Regions from separate parts of the Rattus norvegicus genome. Here region 2 is linked to region 1. A link is a contact called in public Hi-C data. All regions are on one chromosome and are shown on one strand. The core of a region is the stretch at or near the end of the contact, and the rest is flanking DNA. Distances in the headings are between cores, read along the strand shown. Region 1 has its middle 91 kb from the start of RGD1563049. Region 2 has its middle 41 kb from the start of Hivep3.

The links. Hi-C and Micro-C count contacts between places; a contact is called where the count stands out from the background.
Region 2: a contact with region 1 is called in a Hi-C map of prefrontal cortex, with 3 times the contacts expected there. The contact joins two enhancer-like sites. A contact is called at or near these places in 3 of 12 Hi-C or Micro-C datasets (frontal cortex, mammary epithelial cells and prefrontal cortex).

What each region holds. Positions count from the first base shown.
Region 1 is chr5:138,841,422-138,846,635 of GRCr8, forward strand. It overlaps a transcript of Hivep3 not described here. Among named protein-coding and RNA genes, the nearest start is that of RGD1563049, 91 kb to the left of the region's middle. Within about 2 kb of position 2,965, at least 29 of the 93 cell types and tissues checked have an H3K27ac peak or open chromatin away from gene starts, as enhancers often do.
Region 2 is chr5:138,899,269-138,904,482 of GRCr8, forward strand. It overlaps a transcript of Hivep3 not described here. Among named protein-coding and RNA genes, the nearest start is that of Hivep3, 41 kb to the right of the region's middle. Within about 2 kb of position 2,868, at least 13 of the 93 cell types and tissues checked have an H3K27ac peak or open chromatin away from gene starts, as enhancers often do.

The DNA of each region.
Region 1 (5,214 bases), core at 1,715-4,214:
AAGGAGGAAGGAAAGAAGGAAAGATGGTAGGATGGGCAGATGGATAAGAGGAAGGAAAAAGCAAGAGAGGGAGGAGAAAGAAGGAAGGAAGGAGAGAAAGAAGGGAGAAAGGGTCAAACAAATAACTAGATGAACTGACAGATAAGATTTGGTGAGCACCCACTTGAAGCAGAATATATTCCAGGTCCAAACTCTAGTGGTATAGCGTAAGGGTAAATCCAGGTCAAACCTAGAAGAAGGAAGCATTTCTTGCATTTTTCTTGGCCAACCAACGTGAAGAAATACCTTGGTCCTCAGTCTTCTCAGCATGTTGAAGACAGCTGAAAGGCAAAGCAGAGATGTCCTGAGGACCCACTATGTGCCTAACATCCTCTAGTTTTCAATGTAGGCAGTGGGGTGAAGCAGGAGCTGCTACCACTAGTCAAAGGATAGGCAGTTCACATAGTCACGACTGAGCTGAAACCCAGGCCAGGGCTGCCAGTTTCTGTAGCCCCAGGTTGTCCAACAGCCAAAAGTGGGAGAGCAAAGACAAGCAGGGAGGCATTTCTTCCTTGTGACTTAGCCCATGACTCACCTGTGTTTTAGGTTCTTTCTGTGCACTGTGAGGACCGGCAAGAGACCCCAGGCCAAGGCAATGGACTAGGGAGTAAAGAGAAAGATCCTGGGGCTGTTTCCACTGTGGGACCTGCAAGGGCATCTTACTCAGCCACAGGACCCATTAGTCACTGACTTGGGTGGGTGGGAGTGTAGAATGGGTCAGGCTGTGGGAGGGAGCCAATACCAACCCCTACGGAAAAACAACTCAGGACCCAGTGCTGGTGGTGGGAGGATGCCGGGTGGGGATGGGCAGGTTCCTCCTCCCTGCCACCTGTTCTGTCTGACATGATGCTGAGGGAGATGAGGGGAGGATAGGAAGATGCCAGGGATACAGAGGAGGGAAAGGGGTGGGCAGTGTGCCTTCCTTCCTTCTATGTAAACAAGCAGAACTGCCTCCTGACCTCACTTCCTCCCTCTCCTAGCTGTGCTGTGTGAGATTCAGCAAGGGTCTTCCTTCTCTGAGCCTCCTTCTTGGCCTCAGTGTTTTGTCTTAAAAGTCAGGAGAAGGGGTTGGGATTTAGATAAGTGCTCAGTGGTAGAGCGCTTGCCTAGCAAGCGCAAGGCCCTGGGTTCGGTCCCCAGCTCCGAAAAAAAGAAAAAAAAAAAAGAAAAAAGGAAAAGTCAGGAGAATTACCTGTGAATGTGTTTGACACTAGGCTGCTCTCTGCCTCCCTGATTGAGTCTGAGCAAGAATCCAGAGAGATGGAGAGGAGGAGGGGGAGGGAGGGAGGGAGGGAGAGAACTTCTGGCTAAATATGAGCATGGAGCCCTCCTACCAGTTGGCCCTGCTTCCTTCTACTTTTTCAGTGGCCAGTTATGCTCCTGGCCACCCAGAACAGACAAGAGGAGAAATAGGTCCAGGATAGGGACCATGAGTCATGGAGAGTCTGGTCTTCCAGAGGCCCCAGAGAGGTAGATGGGAAGACCAAGGCCCAGGGAGGTGGAGTCAGGGGCTAGAACTGAATGAAGAGTCCAGGGTCACCCAAGGTCTGTGGACTTTCCTGCCCACATGTCACCTCTACATTTGCCACAAAGTTGGGTCAAATTGTGTGCTGGGGCTTCCCAAGTGTTCCCATGTCAGTTGTCAGAATCAGGAAGAATGTGAGACCTAACCAGGGCTTAAATTGTGAAGGGGGGTTATGAGGCAGAGTGACCCTGAGGGATATACACTCAGAGTGGATCTTCTGCGTGTTGGTCTCCACTTTCTGCATCATTCTTTGGGACCCAAAATATAGTCATGGGCTTACCTTAGCAAACTTGCAGGGATGCAGACCGTGCCATTCCAGAACTGTTTTAGACCTCTTGATGTCTCTCTGCCCCAGCCCAGCTTCTCCAGGCTTGCAGTGTGTATCTGTATGTCAAAGTAAGAGGCCCAGAAGAACTGTGGGTGTTCAGGGTGGCCCTCATCACCCTCAGCTGACCGTGCAACACACTGCTCTTCGCATGCATGGCCTTAGGATTGGAATAGTTGTCAGAGAATAATAGGCATGGTCAGGAGGCTGGGAGAATGGGGGTGGCAGCCCTGTGTCACCAGTACTCCTGTTGCTGGCCAACTGTGTGGCTCAGCTCACTAATGATGAGGGAGTGGAGGACGTCATGTCAGTATTGGATCTGCACTTCTTAGCTGTGTGATTTTAGACAAGTGTCTTCAGTTCTCGGCTCCTATTTGCTCATCTCTAAATTGGGAATAGGCGACTTCCTGTTTATAGCATGGTGGCGAGTAGGAAAGGGCTGGCCACGGCTGGATAGTGGGTGGCTGTGGAAACACTTCAGAAACACTGAAGTGATGTCATATGGGAATACAGCATGGCTGCCACTATGCTGGAGTTGGGAAGGTGCACTGGACAGCCTCGATTTGAGCCTTGACTGTCCGATGGTCTCTGGGGACCACTGTTCTCTTCCTCTATAAAGTGAGCGTGAGCCCCATCTGCTTGCCAGAGCTGTCTGTAACCGCACAGTATAGTACTGGGAAGCTGAGGCTGAAACACATTTGGTAACACAGTGTGGGTTGGTACAGTGGCTTGAGGTGGAGGGAGGACCCAGGGAAGCCCAGATTTCTTTCCAGGAAGGACAGAGTTCATGGGGTAACCCTATTCCTCAGACTTGGCTGTATTTACTTTCCAAGTCCAGAGTGTGCCCAGCGCTCAGTGGGTAGTCTCTAGGACAAGGCTGGGTGTTACCTCACCATTGCCTGTGAGTACTGCTGAGATAGGGCCTCCCTCTTTGAGCACACTGAGCCTGTGGCCATCCCAGAAGAGGAAAGTCACAAACCTCTGACCTCACAGCGCCTGCCTAAGTACCCTCGGAACTTCTCCCCTGAAGGCTTCCCAGAGTTCCCCATTTAAGGAGTCACTCTGTGCTCACACATGACCTCCAACTCTCTAGTAGTGTTGCAATCTGATCCAGGCTGCCCGGAAACCCCCCTGGGCTGCTGAGGCCACGCAAGGCCGGTTGTTGCCAGCTTCTTGGGCATTGCCACATTTAAGAGAATCGATTCAGGTTCTATTTTCAGACATTTTCTGTTTCCTTTACAAGAAGCAGCGGGAGGCCAGCCGAGGGAGTTTAGCCTTCGGGTGGCTGTGAGATTATCCCAAGTACAACATCATCTCGTGGACTGTGTATGGGTGCTCAGGTGTCATTGCACCATGGTCTGTTCCGGAAGGCGAAGAGACACTGTAATCCATCCTCTTGGGAGTGGGAGGGCTCATCGTGGGGATTTTCTAGTGGTTAGTTTCTTTTACCTCAGTTTCAGGGCAGTGATGGCACAAGTGAACTGTCTGTGGTATGGCTGCCCACCCAACAGCCTTCCCTTCACTTTCCCTGGATCAACAGGGAAATGGGTTATTTTACTGATAAAGAAACTGAGGCGCTAGAAGGAGAACTCACTTGAAGTAGAGCCAGAAAGTGGCCGAGGGGCAGCGGGGACCCAGGGCCACCTGAACTCAGGAATTGGGATCAGCCTGACAGTTGGGTGCGTCTCTTCTGACAATAAATCTAAGCTGTGAGATAACTGATTGGGTGACCTCTGATAAGTCACCTGGTACCTTCTGGGTCTAGCTTCATTCTCTGTTTTCAGGTTGGGCTGGCTCAGAACTTCTTAAACTTTTGCACAGAGAAAAAGAAATAAATTTCTTTGGACTTCTGTTTTTCCTTAAACACTCTCATGCATAACTGAATACACAATTATTATGGATATAGTCCTATAATCATTAACATAATGGTACAATGTGTCGGAGCTTATTTTATGCACACGGAGGCCAGAGAGCAGTCTCTGGTGTCATCCCTTAAGGAGCCATCTACCTTATCGCTTGCATCAGGGTCTCAGTGAGGCCTGAAGACTGCTCATTAGACCAGGCTGGCTGGCTACTGAATCCCAGAAGCCCGTCTCTGTCTCCCCAGCATTAGAATGCTTATCTGTTTTGAAAATGTGGGTTCTAGAGATCAAACCATGCTTGCTGTGCAAGCATTTTGCCAACTGAGCTATTTCCCCAGCCCTATGCATGATGGTTTGTTTTAAATGTTTTTTTTTTTCTCCCTTACATCTTCAAGTAGAGTCAATGTTCTGAGCAGATGTCCTTGAACTGCCTGGCATAGTGCCCAGGACCTGCACTAGGACTAGAAACCAGAGAGTCAATGATTCCTGAGGACAGATCCAGCAAAACCTCCCATCATGTCTGTGCAGTCTGAAGCCTTGGCCAGAGTCCAGGAAGCCCAGGCAGCAGCCTGGCTCTGTCTCCAGAAACACTGAGAGCCTTTCCTACTCCCACAATCTCCTGCAGACGAGGAACCTAGTCTTCCCCACTGCACCCTTCCCAGGAGCAAAGGCTGGGTGAGCTGGCTCCAATAGGACATCCATTCCTTTGACTGCCCAGGTCAGGCCAGAGTAGAGAAGACCTGCCCTCCCAGGAGGGACCCCAGCATTAGCAGCTGTGGCCTTGATCAAGTCACATGACTGGAAGTTCCTTCTTCATAGAGTTTATGTTCACAGGGACATGCCAGAGAGCAGAGTAACAGATTGGAGTCTAGGGGTCCAGCATGTTAGAGATGTCTGCTCGACTTTAGGACTACAGAGCATCACACATCTCCCCATTTTAAAAAAGCCCCTTTTCTGGAGCTATTCACTTTCCCAATGTTGCCATAAGCCCGAGGCTCTCTTGTGGTAAGCAAGGCCACAGGGAACTGTATTGATGACCCTTATTAAATTGTAGTTGTCATACAGGATTTCTGGGCTGCATTCCATGCCCCATCTTCTGTTTAATTAGCCATGTGACCTTGGCAGGGTGGAGGATGCCTAGGGGCCAAGCGAGCTGCCGTGAATGACTTCTGTGACATTCCAAGGTCAGTGGGACCTGGGGTCCAGAGACACAATGGACCCTTCAGCCTAGGTCTCTGGGCCCAAAGAGAAAGGTGTGCCTTGAGCCCTTTGGTAGCACATAGGTGCTTCTAACTCAGAGTCATAGCTGGAACAGGTCTCATCGGAGATATGAAAGGAGGTGGGAGGGGCTCAGGGAAGGCACTGCAGCAGGAGATGGCGGGAGATCAAGCTAGGCACCTGCTCAGTGCCCATGATCCCTCAGACTTCCTGATGTCACCCTGTATTCCACCTGGCCAAGGGGA
Region 2 (5,214 bases), core at 1,618-4,117, 58 kb after region 1:
TTTATCATCTCTGTACTCGTAGCTCCCTAGGTATCCCTGGGCTATAAAGCCTGATGTCTCTCTAGCTCTATGACAGTAGCTTAATCAAGCTACATGGACAGAGTGGGAGACTACAGTCATGTGCAGAATTCCAAGTCTTTCTCAGCTCCCCAGTTTCTCACCCACCACCCCATCCATGGTGGTCTCCTCTGAGCTGCTACTAAGGGCTGCATTTTAAGCCATCTTGTGCCAGGATGTGAGTGACACACTCTCCTTGGCTTCCTAGGGTTAACAGACTCTAAGGTACCATCATACCATTCAAGTCTGATTGGATCTCTGACATTAAGAGGGCAGGGGGGCATGTGGTCCAACAGCTACCAGAGAGGCTCCCAGGGCTTCTATGGTGAGTAGAACACATGTGTCACCCTCATAATGCAGCTCCCACTTCAGTGGGGGGGATGTAGACATCAGGCAGGAAAGCCACAAAAAAAGTTGCGTTCCAATGGTAAGAGAAAAGGCACAGTCCTACAGAGTGGATAGCAAGGACCTGGTTTATTCTGGGATCAGGGAGGGCTTCTCTGAGGTGACATGCAAGGGGGTGTGGAGTGGTTAGGGAGAGTTGGTCTCTAAGGAAGGGATTGCCTGGGCAGAGCATTTGGAAAGGCCTTCAAGCAAAGTACCTTCTGCCTCAACTGGAGTGCGTGAGAGGAGGCGAGGGTCGCAGGACAACCACTGAAGCAAGTCTTGGAGAGTATGTGCAAGAACTGGCCTTTGTAGGGATTTAAGCAGAACTGACCTGTTTGGGGGTGGGCATGGGGTAAATCTTGGAGGGAAGGACATTTGGGAGACAGAAACCCCTCAGAGAGAAAGCCTCTTAGGGGCTTCTGGCTTCTCATATCAGCGTTGTGAGAACTCTGTGAGGAAATGGGGTACAGAGCGCAGGGTGGGGGTGGTGGGCATCCTCATGCTGACCTAGTGACAGCTGCTTCCCTTCCCTCCCCTCCAAGCTCTTTTCCTGCTTTGTGGTATTTGGGGGACCCCTGAGAACACTGTGACCCACAGTGTTTTCCCAGCATGTTTGATCAGGGCGAGAGCTGTTGGTCCTGGACCAGGTGGGCCTGGGGTGACACTTGTTCAAGATGTCTGCTGAGAGACCTCTGAGGACAGGCAGGTGTGCAGTATGTCTGCTGTCTTCTAAGCCATCTTGTGCCAGGATGTGAGTGACTCACTCTCGTTGGCTTCCTAGGGTCAACTGGCTCTAAGGAACCATCATGCCATTCCAGTGTGATTGGATCTCTGACATTAAGAGGGCAGAGGGGGCAATGTGGTCCAGCAGCCACCAGAGAAGCTCCCAGGGAGTTTCCATTCCTGCACTCTGTTGCCTAGCTTGGAAATTTAATGTTCTAGAAATATGCCAGACTAAGCCTGGCACTGAGGGCTTACACAGGTTACACGTCTGAGTCTCAGTGAACAGAGCACAGAATCCCTAGAATAAACCAAACTGGGCATAGGCCTTCCTAGGTGTCCATTCACAATGGTGTGAACAGGGAGTGGAGGGGAGGTAGACAGGAAATAACAGCTCCTCTGTCCCCACTCCTTGGTTGTCAGTCAGTCAGTTTATGAGCAGCTAAGAAACATCAGATCCTGACCTGGTCATAGGGCCCTGGCCATGTGAGAGTGCCATGCCAGGTTTCCTGGTGCCAGCTCAGACTTCTGTCCTTGTGTCATTTTACAGTCCTGACAAAGCTACTGAGCTTGGCCACTCTAGGGGTGTTTGGTCATTGGCCCTGGTGTCTGAGGGGGCTGAGTGGGAGATCCAGTCTTACAGAAAACATGCCTCCTATCCTGTAAAAGGACAAGCCCACAGCCCACGCAGGGCTGGGAGAGGTGCAAAAGGCCCCTCGCAGCACCTAAAACAGTCTGTACAACATGACTTTAGGGTCTCAGCTTCTATTGTTCCCATCATGAAAAGGACATTTCTGCTGGTTTGATTTGACTCAACTCAGTGTATGCTTCCCCCTCCTTTCCGTGTCTATGCAACTTAGACTCACACTAGATTTTATTTATCTTCAGTACTCAGTCAGATAAACCTTCAACGGTGAAGAGCCAGCATCATTGGGGAGGATGGGGGTGGAGGGATTGGGAGACAGCTCTGTCAGTAAAGGGCTGCCACACAAGCATGAGACCTAAGTTCAGATCCCCCATCCCTCCCCTATCTATGGAAAGGCTGGAGGCATCTGCGCACAGAGGTACCCAGGACTGGAGTGGTAGGAAGACGCAAACCCTGAGAACCCATCGACCAGTCAATCTAGATCAATCAGTGAGTTCCAGGTTCCCTGAGAGATGCTATTTCAGAAAATAAGGTGATCAACAACTGAAGAAATCATCTGATATCAACCTCTGGCCTCCATATGTGTGCACACATACTAACAGAAGACACAGATAGACAGACAGACAGACAGACAGACAGACAGACAGACAGACAGACAGACAGGTGCATGCACACACGCACGCACACACACACACATCTATAATAAAAGAAGTTAGACTTGGTCTCACAGGTCTTGTTTGCTTTTAGCGAGGGGTAGTGTGAAGAAGTACATATATGATCAGGAGCTCCAGGCTGTAGTGGGGCTCATTGCCTGCTGAATACCTAGAATCTAACCTTCACTCTCCCTCATGTATGTCCTCCCTCCTGTATGCCCTCCCTCCTGGATACCCTCCCTCATGTATGCCCTCCCTCCTGAATGGTACAGATGACTATGAGTCCTCCCAGAGTCAGAAGTGAGCCAAGAAGGAGACACAGGTGAAAGGGAAATGCTGGCCTTGGAAAGCTCCTGGCAGGCAGCTCCCATCCTCTCTGGGAAGAACCCAAAGGCCTCCTGGGAAACACATTCTTTCACTGTCCCCTTACATCTGAGACCACCCATCTGGTCTCGGGGATCTCCCAGCTGCTCCTCAGCCAGCTGTTTGTCTCCAACTGTCCTGTGGTTACAGATCTTTCTAGCGTTCTCAGAAGCCTCTTTCTCAGGTTGGCTCCAGGAAGGGAACTCAGCCCCACTGAGTGAGGAGCAGACAAGTCTGGGGAGGGTCCCGGGAGGGCCAGCCTGGGAGAAGCCAGATGAGTGTTGCCTTGTATTTTTCAAATAACTCCATGTCCACAAAGCTAAAAATGTGGTCCGTCCTTACATATTTTATATGTATGTGTGTTCCCAGTACATTTCCTTCTAATTTTTAAAACCATACATAACATTTAATCCATATGGTTCTGATTCCTTAACACTTAAATCATCCAAATGTTGTTTTGTAAGATCTATTTGCAAATCTCTTTACATAAGCTTTTAACTCATTCCATCTCAAGGGGAGAAAATCAGGATCCTTAGGGTGGGGCTCCTCTTCCTGGCTTCTGTTTCCTTACCCAAGGCCAGGATGATGCCTTGGCCAGTCTGGTCTGGGCCCTAGATGCTTGGGCTTCGTCTTCAGGGCAGAGAGTTGGGGAGCTAGGTAGGAGAAGGATAGATAGACAGAAAGGATCCTACAGGCTCTTGTCCACTTCCTAGCTCTCCAGATCTTCTGCCCATAAAGGTTTGAGGGACATAAACAAGGTACTTAACCAGGGTAGGGTAGGGGAACCAATGGGGCTTTCCCCACATGTGTGCCTCTAGGGCAGTGCTGGGGCAGGTGGAAGCCTGTTGGGCTCTGGGTCATTCTTCAAGAATCCTAAGACAGCAAACATCACACTGTAGTCAGTCTGGGCCTGGAGCAACAGGTGGCATTGTTACTTCAGGCTCTGGGGACCAAGAGGCCCAAAACAGTGGCCCCAGCACCAGAGGCACAAGACACTGGTAAGATACAAAACACTGGAGCTCAGGAGAGGGTCAGAGCTTGGAATGAGCTTCCAAGCACCCACTTTCACTTGGGAGCCCCCACCCAATGTACCCGGCCCCCAATGTACCAAGGAGATGAAGACAGGAAGGTGGCCGTTCAAATGGGAAACAAAATTTTCAAAACATAGACTGAGATTCCCCTTAGGGTCCCCGACTTTAGGCAAAGTTCACTCTTCAACCTAGAGTTGTTGCTCGATCTAAAGGTGTCTTACCCCCAGTCTCCCTCTCTCTTGTCCCTGCTCCCTTGTGACCAGCCTCTAACATACAGTACCCTTAAGCTTCTTCCTGTTTTCCCGGCATCTCTCTCCTCTGATGGACACCACCTACCTGACAGTTCCCTTCCTCTGAGAAGTTTCTTGGGATCGGTAGACATTGGCCTTCCCCTCTACCTCCACAGCCAGTCTTTCTAAACTGTCGTTATGTCCCAGACTGAATGTCCGGGAAGGATGCTTCAGGACTGTGCTGGGAGCTGGCAGTGGGATTCAGAGAGAAGTCGCTGCTGTCCAGGGAACCCTGGTGTGTTTAAGGCAGGTCCCATGTGACAGCTTTCTGAGAAGTCAGGGTGGAATTTGAAGATAGTGCCCACAAACTCTGGCCAAGGGTGTGAGATAAGAGAAAAAGAGTCTTGGGATGTCCAGGTGTGGCATAGCTGCTGGGATTCCCTGCTGCAGGGGCCTGTGGGCAAGCTCTGATCTGGATACCACCCGTGTCTGTATCCACAGAATGGGATTTGTTTCTCTGCCAGTTCCAGAAGGAGCAAATCCCAGACAGAGCGGCCTCTGGGACGGAAGAGCAGATGCTCAATCTAAAATTAGGGCCGCTGACTGCGGCTTCGTGGAGGCTTCGGAGCGGATCTGCTCCTCGCAGCTGTCAGTATGTAGCAGAGGAGACGTGGAGCCCCTGCGCCCTGGTGAGGCTGAGCAGCAACAGTGACAGCCAGCAGAGCTTGCAGTCTGCAGACTCCCTGTGGTGCTTTACTGGCCTTGACCTGTGGACTCAGATTCCCTTCCTAGGGGGGAGCTGCCTCAGGCCTCAAGGGGGCTCCTCTCTGACTTTTGACTATGAAAGCTTCCTTACGAGTTTAAACAAATAGTCTCATACTATCTTGCCAGGGAGAGCCTGTGTGTGTATATGTGTGTGTGTGTGTGTGTGTGTGTGTGTGTGTGTGTGTGTGTGTGTGTGTGTGTGTGTGTGTGTGTGTTTGGAGTATGGGGGGAGAAGCCAGAGGGGTTTCAGTGTTTGCCTTCCATCTTGCTTGAGAAAGGCTCTCTTTTCTGGGACTCTCCCATCTCAGCACTGGAGCCCTGAAGCTGCAGCGTCCCACTTCCGCCCTGATTTTATGTCTGTC